Linked DNA regions of Rattus norvegicus: region 1 is linked to region 2. The links are chromatin contacts, called in public Hi-C maps. All regions are on one chromosome and are shown on one strand. The core of a region is the stretch at or near the end of the contact, and the rest is flanking DNA. Distances in the headings are between cores, read along the strand shown. Region 1 has its middle 50 kb from the start of Osgin2. Region 2 holds the start of Osgin2 (oxidative stress induced growth inhibitor family member 2).

What was found. Hi-C and Micro-C count contacts between places; a contact is called where the count stands out from the background.
Region 1: a Hi-C map of Schwann cells shows a contact between it and region 2, with 6 times the contacts expected there. The contact joins the enhancer-like site here to the promoter of Osgin2 in region 2. A contact is called at or near these places in 2 of 12 Hi-C or Micro-C datasets (the Rat2 cell line and Schwann cells).

The regions. Positions count from the first base shown.
Region 1 is chr5:34,363,524-34,368,994 of GRCr8, forward strand. No RefSeq gene overlaps it. Among named protein-coding and RNA genes, the nearest start is that of Osgin2, 50 kb to the left of the region's middle. Within about 2 kb of position 2,323, at least 8 of the 93 cell types and tissues checked have an H3K27ac peak or open chromatin away from gene starts, as enhancers often do. A contact at or near this core is called in Schwann cells, where this site is marked.
Region 2 is chr5:34,313,806-34,319,972 of GRCr8, forward strand. Osgin2 (oxidative stress induced growth inhibitor family member 2) reads right to left here and starts at 2,512. Exons shown (of 6, transcript NM_001399569.1): 1 at 2,348-2,512. The coding sequence starts at 2,391. It also overlaps the pseudogene Tuba2l-ps1.

The DNA of each region.
Region 1 (5,471 bases), core at 1,073-3,572, 50 kb after region 2:
GGACAGTGCTTCTGTTCTGAGAGGTTGGTGAAGAAGACCTTGGAAGTGGTAAATTCTCCAGCATAGGACAAGAGAACAACGATAGGGTTAGACTGAACATCTGGCTACTCGTTGCTTGTGTCATCCCAGTGCACAGTAGGTCTTCTCCAGGGCAACTGAACAAATATTTAGAAAAAGTTTAGAAAACGGTTAGAAAAACTATCTAGTAACCATTTTACTTTACTGAGCGTTTGGATTCTGGAAGTAAGTTCAACACACTTCCCCCTTTATAGGGGAGTCACTTGTTTAAGAATTGAAAACAATGGCCAAAAAGCTAATGCCCTGACAATCTACATTGTCTTTACCATAACAGGTGCATGGAACCAAGCGTGCACACGTTTCTTCCTGTTAGTAGGATGATCTAAAATGTCTTCTGTACTCTAATCCTTTCCTTTCTTTTTTGCCTCCTAAAACAAAGAGTAGATGATGAGTTATGGAAGTAGCAGCCAAATGCCTCTTTCCTGAAGTAATCCTCTCATGCCTCCCAACTGCAACGCCTGACAGTGTCTCTTCTGTATCTCCATGGCATAGGTCCTTCATAGAGAAAAGTTTCAATAAATTTAGCAAAGACTCAGGTTGATTACAGCCACGCACTGTGTTACGTGCTTGATAAGGTGCAGATGAAATCGATTGTATAAAACGTCAACTGTTATCCTTGAGTAACTCTATCCACCTGTTAATTATGTTCGTCCTCCCTGCAAACTGACTCTGCTAGACTGCATTTTGCTTAATCTAAATAAAAGCCTCTTTTCTGTATCTTTACTGTGTGTTAGGTCTGAAGAAAAGAAAGCATTAGACCATTAGTCACCTTGATGAATAGTTTTTGCATAATAGTTAATTTAATTTGGGAACACAACTCCCAACAAGTGGGACACAGCGGTGTTTCCAATGTGCCATGCCATGCTCCCAGCTCGCCACTATATGTAATATTGCCAAAATTCCTCAATTTCCATGTCCCCTTCTACAGTTTCAGTTACCTGTCCCTAACCAGAGTCCTGTTGTCCTTCTGAGGCTGCCACTTTGCCAGGTCTGTTTACACTACACGGGGGTTTTTACATTTGTCAGCTAGTAGTAGTTAGATGGGCTGCAGAGTACAAGCAGTGCACTGGCTACAGTCAAGTAACATTTGTTTTTGCAGTCATCACTTTAAAACACAATGCAACTGCTGGCTGGAGAGGACACGGGGCTCTCAGATAAGTGGTGGAGAAACCAGGAATGTTAATCAATCGTACTGTGTGTGTCTACTCAGTGGAGGACATGAATACCTGTTTTCCACCCACAATGTGGACGCCATCCACCGTATAGGTGGGCTGTCCTTCCTCAAGTAATCCCTCATATTAAGTGTCACTCCAAGGCTTCTTTCCTTGGCTCTGCCAAGTTGACCATTACAATAACTTTCAATGTTTAGACTGTTAGTCTGTTTAGTTCCTTACCCCACCCACAAACCTCACACCCTCTTCCTGACTCCGATCAGTCCATGTGCCCCTGGAGGAGTACCAGGTGGACACTGGCAAATAGTAACTAGACTCTAGAATTTCAAGAAGTATCTGTGCCAAGACAAGCACAGAATAAGAAAGCGTAAGAGATAACAGGACAAGCACAGACATCCGAAACCTTGGAAATGTGGCTGTGCTGGTTAGTTTTTTGTCACCTTTTTTTTTCTTTTTTTTCAGAGCTGAGAATCGAACCCATGGCCTTGCGCTTGCTAGGCAAGCACTCTACCACTGAGCTAAATCCCCAACCCCAGTTTTTTGTCACCTTGACGTAAGCCAGAGTCATCTGAAAGGAGAGAAGCTCAACTGAGAAAATATCTCCGTGAGATCCAGCTCTGAGACATTTTCTTAATTAGTGATTAATGGGGAGGTAGGGCCCAGCCCATTTGGGGTGATGCCAACCCTGGACTGGTGGTCTTGGGGTTCTAGAAGACAGCAGGATGAACAAGCCAGGGATAGCCAGCCAGTAAGCAGCATGGTCCATGGCCTCTGCATCAGTTCCTGATTCCAGGTTCCTGCCCTGTTTGAGTTCCTGTCCTGACTCCCTTCCATTTTAAGCTGCAATGTGGAACTGTAAACAGAATAAACCCTTTCTCTCCAACTTGCTTTTTGGTCAGGGTATTTTGTGGAAGCAATAGAAGCCTTAACTAAGTGGCTCACTGTTTGACCAGAGACAAAATTGGGCTCAGGCAGGACTGATTGCCCTTGCTCCCCTCTCCACAGCACAAACACATGCATTCCCTATAAAGCCTGAGGGCTGGATCGGAATGTAGGGCAGATTTTTTAGGGTATTAGTCCATTGTTTTCTCGCTGCTAGCTCTCTGAATACAGCACAGCTTAAAGACTCAATTTCTGTCTCTTCTCAATGGTGATTTGAGGAGTGAAGCGTTATGAGCGCTCTGGTGTTCTGCTGACTGTGATAGCCTCCGGACTCGCTAGTAACTTCCTGAATTATGGAGAAGCCAAGGAGTCCAGGAGTCACAGTGTCACAATTGCTGCCTAGACTTGCCGGGGCCTGGAGTTCTGGGCTGGAAACCTCCCCTGCAGCCATCATGTGATTTTGCTTGGAGATTTTCCCTGTCCTGGTTCTCTCCTGGCACCATCTATCACTCTCATCTAACAAATTGAATTGCCGACTCTCTGATTCGGTTTCTGGGTTAAGGCTTGTTTGACCTCTGTCCTAAAGTGCTTTCTGTGTAGTTCTCAGTCCTGGCTATAGGCTGTGTGACCTCTTTGTTAAAGATGCCAGCCTATTCTGTTTTCTCTGTTTTATTTTATAACTCTTATTGATGCAATGGGTGTCACAGCCCGTAGTCCTGATGACAGCCCCTTGGAATATATTCTGAAAATTGGTATGATTATATTATACTTCTATAAGGAAAAAATTTCATCTGTTTGGTATCTCTTACCCCCATGTATTTTGTGTTTGAAATGGCGGTTATGGATTAACATATAAAGATTTTTTTCACTCTTTGTATTTTCTCTTCTTTTTCTCTTATATAAGATGGTTCATTGCTTAATGTCACTGATAGTTCTGTCATTTTGGCCTGCCCTGGCTGGATTGTAACATTCTGTAAGTTTCAGACTGCTGTAAGCCAAGGGAAAAAAAAACTAAGCAAATTGGGCTCTTGGGAGGCAGAGGCGGGAGGACAGACCTCTGTGAGTTTGAGGACAACCTGGTTTATATGGTGAGGTCTAGGACATTCAGAACTACATAAAAAAAGAAAAACAAGACAACAAACAAACAAAAACAATACAGAATGTGGTGGAGTTGGGCAGAAGACACCAGATACCTACCAGCCTTGTGGCCCACCCAAAGTAGGATTCCCCCCCCCCGCCCCCACACACACCATGTGCAAGCATGTTCTGTGACAGAGACAGCAGAGAAAGAGAAGCAGAACAGTTGAGTATCAGGAGAGTCAGAAGGTGAGGAGGGTGAAGAGGAATAGCTTGCTGTGAGTAGCCTGCCCTGCCATCTGAGGCCATGGTGACATCCTGGCCTGTGCTGCCACGGCAGGCCATGTCTCTCTCTGTGGCCATGCAGTAGCAGTGGTATGTAGTGACATCATGGTTCATATTACCACTAAAGGCCTTGTAGATGTTCCTGATCTGTGCTGCTGTCTGGGACCATGTAGATGTCCAAGATGTTCAGAGATGGCCCTGTCCCTCACTGGCTGTAGCACTCTGAAGAGCTGGCCCCACCCTTCATCAGCTGAAACCAGGAGAATGGGCCCTGTACTTTGCCTAGGTAGCAGGGTAGAGCTCACCCTGGTATCGTGAGCACAAGAGAGCTGGCCCTACCACGAGTCTACTGTTTGGTCGTATGGTTGAGGGACAGATGCCTCTCCCCATCTCATTCCTTGGCTGCAGGCAATAGAGCTGACTCAGAAGTCATAAGAGTGAGAGACCTGGACCTGCCCTATGCAGGCTGCGACACTCAGGAGAGCAGGCTCACATCTCACCTGGGAAGTACAGTAGAGCTGGCTCTGATAGCTTGGGCACAAGTGAGCTGATCTGCAAGGGCATGAAATTAGGGGACTCTGACTCTTGCTTGCTGTGGCATTTGGTGAGTTAGCTAGAGCAGTGCTGGAGAGCTGTCCAGGCTGACCAACTTAGCTACTGCCCAGGATCAGATCCAGGGCTTGGAGTTGTCCCACCCCAACATCTTACCTCATCTGTGAACTGCTGGAGCATTCAAAGGGGCCCGTTCTGTGGGTCCAAAATTGCAGGATCTCCATGATTGATGGCAATAACAGAATATCCAAGAGGTATCCCAGTGATGCTTCAGTATTGATAATGTAGCAGAAGCCTGGAACCAGACCACTGCAATGAACATATACAAGTAAAGATGTGTGGACAAAAGGGTATATACTCTGGGGCGCACTGTGACACATTACAGCTTCCACAGTGACAGTCTATTTTGTTTACTTTATTTTTGTTTTTTCTTTGGGCTAGGGTTACAAGGGCAGAGGACAGATATGAAGGGAATGGCAGATGAGGGGGGTTGGGGCGCATGATGTGAAATTCATAAAGAATTAATAAAAAGTTTTAAAAACCTCCAAGCAGCAATAAAGCCTGACTGGGATGACAATGGAGAAGTGCCTTATAACTTGACAGTTTGTGAAAAGGTGGCCTCAATTCTTGGCGTGGCGTCATAAATATGACTTGGATTCAGCTCTTGTTCAATAAGTTGATAAACTTGTTTATTTTATTACTGTGTCTCATCTCATTAAGGAGGGAATAAAATGAAAAAAGGAATCACTGTGTAGGAAAGATAAGTATAAGGAGACAATATAAGGATATAAGCGGGTGCATCTTGGGTAGGGCAAATTAAAAATAAAATAAAATAAAATACTTTTTTTAATAATGAAGGGTTTGGTTTGGTAAAATAAGATTTCGTTCCAAGGCAAACATGACTAGATTTTTCCAAAACAGAAAAAGAAAGGTGAGAGAAGAATCAGAACCCTTAGGTCTATTGCAGAAGATCCAAGTAAATCACAAAGGGTTTATGGGGGATCAATCACGAAGGTGGTATATGCATGGTAGCTAAAGGTTAAAGGTTATCAGAACTAAAAGGGTCAAAGTTCAACATGCTGACGCTAAAATGTAGTCCTCTGTTTAAAGTCCGTGAAAGTCTCTTAAGATTCCGTGTGAAATTTCTGAACTTCTACAATGTTTTATACCAGACAATTTTTTTTTAATGAAAATATGAGGAAGCATATATATATATATGTTGGCTACATAGAAAGTGTTTGCAGGAGGGAGTGTCATACAGGAGCAGGAAGCTATGGAAGACATGATGCCTGTTCTCAACTTCGATATCACCTTTCCTGAGAAGAAAGTAGTTTTCAAGGTTCTGCCAAAGAAAAGAATTAAAATAAAAGAATCATTTCTAAAGCAGAAAATCCAAGTCACTGACAGAGTCATTCAGTAAGAGAA
Region 2 (6,167 bases), core at 1,262-3,761:
ACATTTCCTACGACTTGAGGATAAAAAGAATCGAAGTTTAGCAGCTCTAAATTCTTTGTACATTAGCCTACCTGAATTCCACAGTAAAGGCAACTCCTGATTTCTAAGTCATTAGTATAATCTTTTAGTGTGGCAAACCATTGCCACATTTCCAAACTCTGGTTAACTGGTTTTGCCTAAAGCATTAATAAAATATATGTGCATCAGTAACTATGTACCACCTGAATTAGGAAGCTATAGTTGTGGTTATGTTCTTACAATATATTTATGCTATTATAGTTCAGGGCTATGAACAGTGTTCATTTGTACTTGGGTTTCCAGCTTGATAAACAGTCTATATAAGACAAACTATTTTCAGGTGTTTTGTTTTTTGTTTTTTTAATCCACTGTTTCTTTAATCAGGGCACGAATAAAATTGCAAAAATTATAAAATAACACATCAGAACTAGTAAAGAACATGCATGAAGAAATGTTAGCACACTGTCAGACAATAAAGTCAAGACCATTTGCTACGATGTTGGAAGCCTTGCACATTTTGCTTTGGAAACACTACGGCCCAAAGTTACTAAACAGGTAGTATAGACATAACTTTTGGCAATAAAAAGCTTCTACTCAATTATAGCAACACCTTTTTAAATAATCAAATAATACAAATCTGCATCTCAATTTTAAGGGAACTGGAACCACAATTTTAGGTTTTCTCAAATGGACACTCCCACACTAAAAGGCTCTGAGGTACCAAATAAAGGCAGTCTCACATTTTATTTTCCAGAATAGAATGTGTGAAGTCTTCTCCCTTGAAACATTCTGTCATGGTGCCTATTAATGCAGATTTTGGAGAAACCCCAAAATGTAGTTGTTATCACAAATTGCTTTAAAATAAGTCTCTACTAAAGCTGTGCAAAGGACAGCATCCGCAGCTGAGGTTGGCAACGCAATGGTGGAGCACTGACTTCATTAGCGTGGCCCCTGCATTTCATTCCCAGCAACACAAAAATCAATGAACGAAAACATCACTAGACTAGAAATGTTCCTGAAGGAGCTGGAAATCTTTTAAAAAGAAGAATCCCAGACCTAACAGAAATATTTTATTTAACAATGATACATTTAATTATAATAATCCAGTAGACATGCTTTCTTCTCTCTCAACCTGAAACTGTAGCAAATACTTTTCACTCCCTCCCCTAAATTTCTCTGCACAGAGATAAGAGGGTGGTATTTACCACATAGCCTCAGAGTAGGAATTCCAAGCTCTCCCCTCACCGTTCAAACATACACCAAAGGTGCCAGGAGAGTTATTTTCTAAAAGAAATGTAGCTTCCCAAGAGGCTTCAAATTTTCACTAAAACCTGCTTTTTACAATACTCATAGTGGATCGTTTGTGAAGTATATATATCTGTCTAGAAGGTAGTATCCAGCAGTCTGTGGCATAAAACTCTTTTAGGATCTAGAATTTGAAGTTTCATTACAAACTCAAGAGGTTGGGCAGACCTAGCTTGTTGCTATTACAGCAGGAGTCTGCTTTCTCTACACCTCACATCCCCTTCTAACCTCTTCTGTGAATATTTAATACACACAACACTTATCTATATTAAATAAAATAAGCTCTGTGGTTTGTATTGATGACAGTTACAAATACTGTGACATTAGTAATGAAAGAAATGTTAGTATTTTTTAGAAGTGATATTAATATCCTTTCCACCCAAGTTAATATTTCAATTAAATTCTATGAGCTTCTATTAAACAACTCTTTATTACTTTATCCTCTAACATTCATATATGTAAAGCCAGGCTCTGGAGTCCCTACTAAATTTAACACTTCACTCCACCCAGTTCTAGTACTTTTGACCTTTTCTGTAATTCCCCGAAGTGCTGGTCAATTGTACTGGATCTAGAACACATGTTCATTCATATTTTAAAACTATTCTTTTTCTCATCTTAACAAACTTTCATCATAATTTGAGTATAAAACCGCCACTTTCCAAATTTCTCCATCCTAACATGGCTTTAAGTCACTAATACCTTAGTAAGTCCCAACCCACTGTCATTACATGACACAATCTTCTTCACTTCCCTTCAAGCCAGTAACTTATGTTCCTAGAGCTTTAAAAGATCAAAAATTTAAAGGAGGCTCTTCACGGATTTTCAAATGTACATTTACATGTAACCGACTCACCGCCGGCCTAGCCACTCTCGCCGTCCTGTGACCCGCGCGGTCCAGGAACAAGAAGAGGGGACAAGAAAAGAGCAGGGTCCCCGGAGCTCCAAGCAGCGCCGGCCCAGCGGGCGGCGGCCGAGGAGCACACGCGGCAGAGCCAGCTCCGACCCATCCCGAGAGGAAAGTCACCTGAAATGACCGGCCAGGGAGCAGCGGCAGCACCACACAGGCATGGAGAGCGGCTGCTGTCCTCCGGGAGGGCCGACCGCAGGCTCGTCCCGGCGCGCGCCTAGCCTGCACCGCGGCTCACAGGCGCGGGAGTCTGTCCCCGGACAGTGGCTTCCGCTCCTCCCCGCCGGCGGCAGGGCGGCGCAGCGAGTGATGAGCACCGCGCTGGGGGCGTGACCGGGCGCTGCGACGGCGACGCGCGGCTCCGCCCACCAGGAGCGGCACGTGGACGAGGCCGCCAATTGGTGGAGTCGCAGCGAGGGGCGGGCCCACGGAGGGAGATGCGCAAGGCCATGGAGATGCGCAAGGCCATGGAGCTGCGGTCGGGGTCCTCACGAGGCCTACACTCGGGGCCTGTGGTGCGTGCTCGGTACCCGCACTTGCGGTTGGGAAGCAAAAGAGAAGGGGTTTCTACCTCCGGCCTGCGGGTGTCAGGAAGTCCGGCCACGAGAACCTACCTGAGCTCACGACCTCGCACTGTCTCGGGTGCGTTTGGCTTCGGCCCCCGCATCGCGGTCACCCAGAGAATCCCGCAAACCATAGGTGCTCCGGCCGCACGCACGGCGCTTCTCCGGGCCGGGTTCAGCCTCCCTTCTTAAAGAGCGCAGATCCAACATTCCCCAGAGGGGGGAAGGCCTCAGCCCTGCAGAGACGTGTGGGAAAGGGGCAGGGCCAGAAGGTGTTTTGATTCTCTTCAGGTGTCTGTGATTCCATTGGCAGTCAGGAAAATTCTGAATAGGAAGTGCATCCTATTTGATATTTGTGCAAACTTAGAAAGTGAGGGCGGACTCCTTAGGAGCGAGTGATCACCTGCTCTTATACAAGGACAACGCCCCCTTCCCAGTAAGCCATGATTATTGGGGGGCCATTAACACACGTGTAAGTTTATGTCTTTAAAAGAAGTTCTCTTTAAGAATGGTGGAGTCTTTGCATTTTTTAAAGAGAACTCATCCTGGCAGAACATTATGGTCCATGCCTTATCTTTAGCACTGGGGAGACAGAGGCAGGTGGATATCCATGAGTTCCAAGTCCAGCCTGATCTACATAGAACAGTCAGGGCTTTATAGAGAGACCCTGTCTCAAAAAGAACGAACTCAGCCTGCCTTCAGGACTTCATATCTAAAGGTGTATTTACCAGTTTATAAGAAATGTACTTCATCTCTTTGAAGTAGTAGCAGTATGACAGTTCATTTTGCTTTTAATGTGTTAACAGTTGTGAAGGAGAAAGAAGCTGTGTCTGCAGAGACATAGACTAGAACTGCAGTGTAGTCGAAAACTTAGAATGCTGCAAGTCCAGAAGCTAATTACCTTATGTAGGTTAGATCTAGTACTGCAGAACAGCAGTTCCTTGCCCAACTCTGTGAACTAACATCTTGTGACTAGTAGATAAAAACTTTTAGAAATCTATTGACTTAATAGACCACTAGCTTCCACTAACCAAAAGTTAAGATTGCAATAATAAGATAGCATCCTGAGACTATAGAAAAGCTTCCCTCATCTGTACCTGTCTCTCTGGCGTACTTTAATAAAGTTAGAACAATGGCTTTTACACTTGCCTTGGTTTCTTTGTTCTATGATACTTCACAAAACTGCTTCCAGTTTGAACATGGAATTTGAGGTAGTTTAAATCTGTGTTATAAATTTGGGATACTATAAATCTGGGCTAAAGGCACTCAAAATGACTCCATAATACTTCCCTCTTAATTCTGTTTAAGAGGAACACTGTGGTTTTTGTTGTTGTTTTCTTGGGTTTTTTTTTTATAAGACTATGCTTTTTTCTAATATTCATACCACTATCATTTTGTACATTTTCCCCTTAGGCCTTTGTTTTAATTTGTAGGGTTTTTTTTTTCCCCCAATGGTTGCAGAACAAATAAAAACCATCAGATTTCAAGTTTATATTGGTTTGAATTTAACGTATTTTTAACAAATATTTTTGGTCGCTTGTGTACAAGGTGTGTAGGGCAGGAATGAGTATTTGAGTGCAGATGCATACAGAAACCACAAGAAGTTATGGGAGAACCCTGGAGAAGTTACAGGCATTTGGGAGCTGCCTAATCTCTGTTCCCAGAACCCAACTTCTGCAAAGCAGTTATATTCTTAAACTTGAGCTATCTCCCCAATGTGTCAGAGCTGTGAGAAAACAAATTCCTAGCGTTTGAGCCTTATGATCTGTAGTATTACACAGTACAGCAGCCTAAGCCAAGATAGTATGTTTTTGCATTTTCTACAAGCAAATCATTCAAAACAAACAGTTGCATTTTATATCATTGGGCAAACCTGGTAATGGGCCATGTTATAAAAGCCAATAATTTGGTCTTGTTAACACTCAAGATTTTCCAGGGAAGAGTCTAGAGATGGTAACATTAGTTTGAAGCTAAAGACCCTTTCAGATTTGTTAATCATCAAGACCATTGATTCTTTTGATACCATGAGCATCTGTGTCTATCTCTGATAAAGCTGGATTTCTCATCCCTTCAGTTTTTTGCCCTAGAAAGGAATTACTGAGAATACTTCAATGATTGCATACAAAACTGGGAATGGAAGCTGTATTAAAGACTACAGATGAGGTTCGTTCAAGGGACAAATCTAACAAGGAGGCTTTCCTCTTAAATACACCTTTTTAAAGTTTTTGTTAATAATACCACAATCCAGTTCAGCTGCAGAGAATTTGCAGAAAAAAAAGATCAAAATAACTTCATACATGATATTTTTATAAGGGTTATTTTATAGAATAAGAGGGCAGAAGAAGCCTAGTGAGGGGTGGGATTCAGAGAATTGCCAAGTCACACAATAGTATTCCATCACTGTACACTCAAGCTACAGCTATGTCTGACATGCAGGACCTTAAGGTGCTGCGTGTTTCCCTTCTCTGCTACAAAGTTAGCTTAGGAGGTCAGAACTTTGTTTCTTTGTTCACTGTTACATAGCAGAATGTGGCTTGTGGTGGAACACACAGGTAGCACCCAAGTAAACTCAGCAGGGCTGAAGTCGGAGTGTCTTGAACTAAACAGAAGGAATGAGTGCAGTTTGGAGAGACGTTTACATGTTTTACAGCTTATTAACTCAATATGTGGGCACCATTTGCATTATTATAAGATTAGGGGAAAGAAAAAAAAATGTGGCATCTCATGGGACAAAATGTACCAGATTTTTAAAATAAGTTTCAGAAAATGAGAGTAGAAGATGTTGGAAGAAATGCATAGCAAGAAAAGTTTTACGAAGTAAAAGAAGCAGGGTTGCTGGTGCACACCTCTAATCCCAGCACTCAGGAGGCAGAGACAGGCAGGTCTCAGAGTTCAAGGCCAGCCTGGTTTACACACGGAGTTCCAGGACAGTCAGGAGTATAGAGAGACACTACCTTGAAAAACAACAAGGGAGGAAGTAGTGAGAATTTTGGTTTCTTTGAAAAACACAAAAATGTTATAGGAATGTGTTTTCATTTTAGTCCCGGGTGTGGGATATGGGGCTGCTTCAGACTGTCCACAACAGTTCACAACAGTTGACTGTGATTTGCCTCTTGCTTTAGCAGGGGTGTGGTTTTGCCACATGCAAATAGTTTCTTAGAGTATGTAATCTTTGGGATTCTGGGGACTTTTCAGAGGGTAAATAAATGTGACAGCCCCAATATGGTTGCCGGTGGCGATAGTGAGCTGTTGGTTGGTTGCCATTGATTGCTGTTGGTCACGGTTTCTTAAGTTTGTTAAGTAGTCACGTTCAAAGAAGAAACAAGAAGAAATTAGATATCCAGCCCCAGCAAGGAACTCGACACCGCTAATCA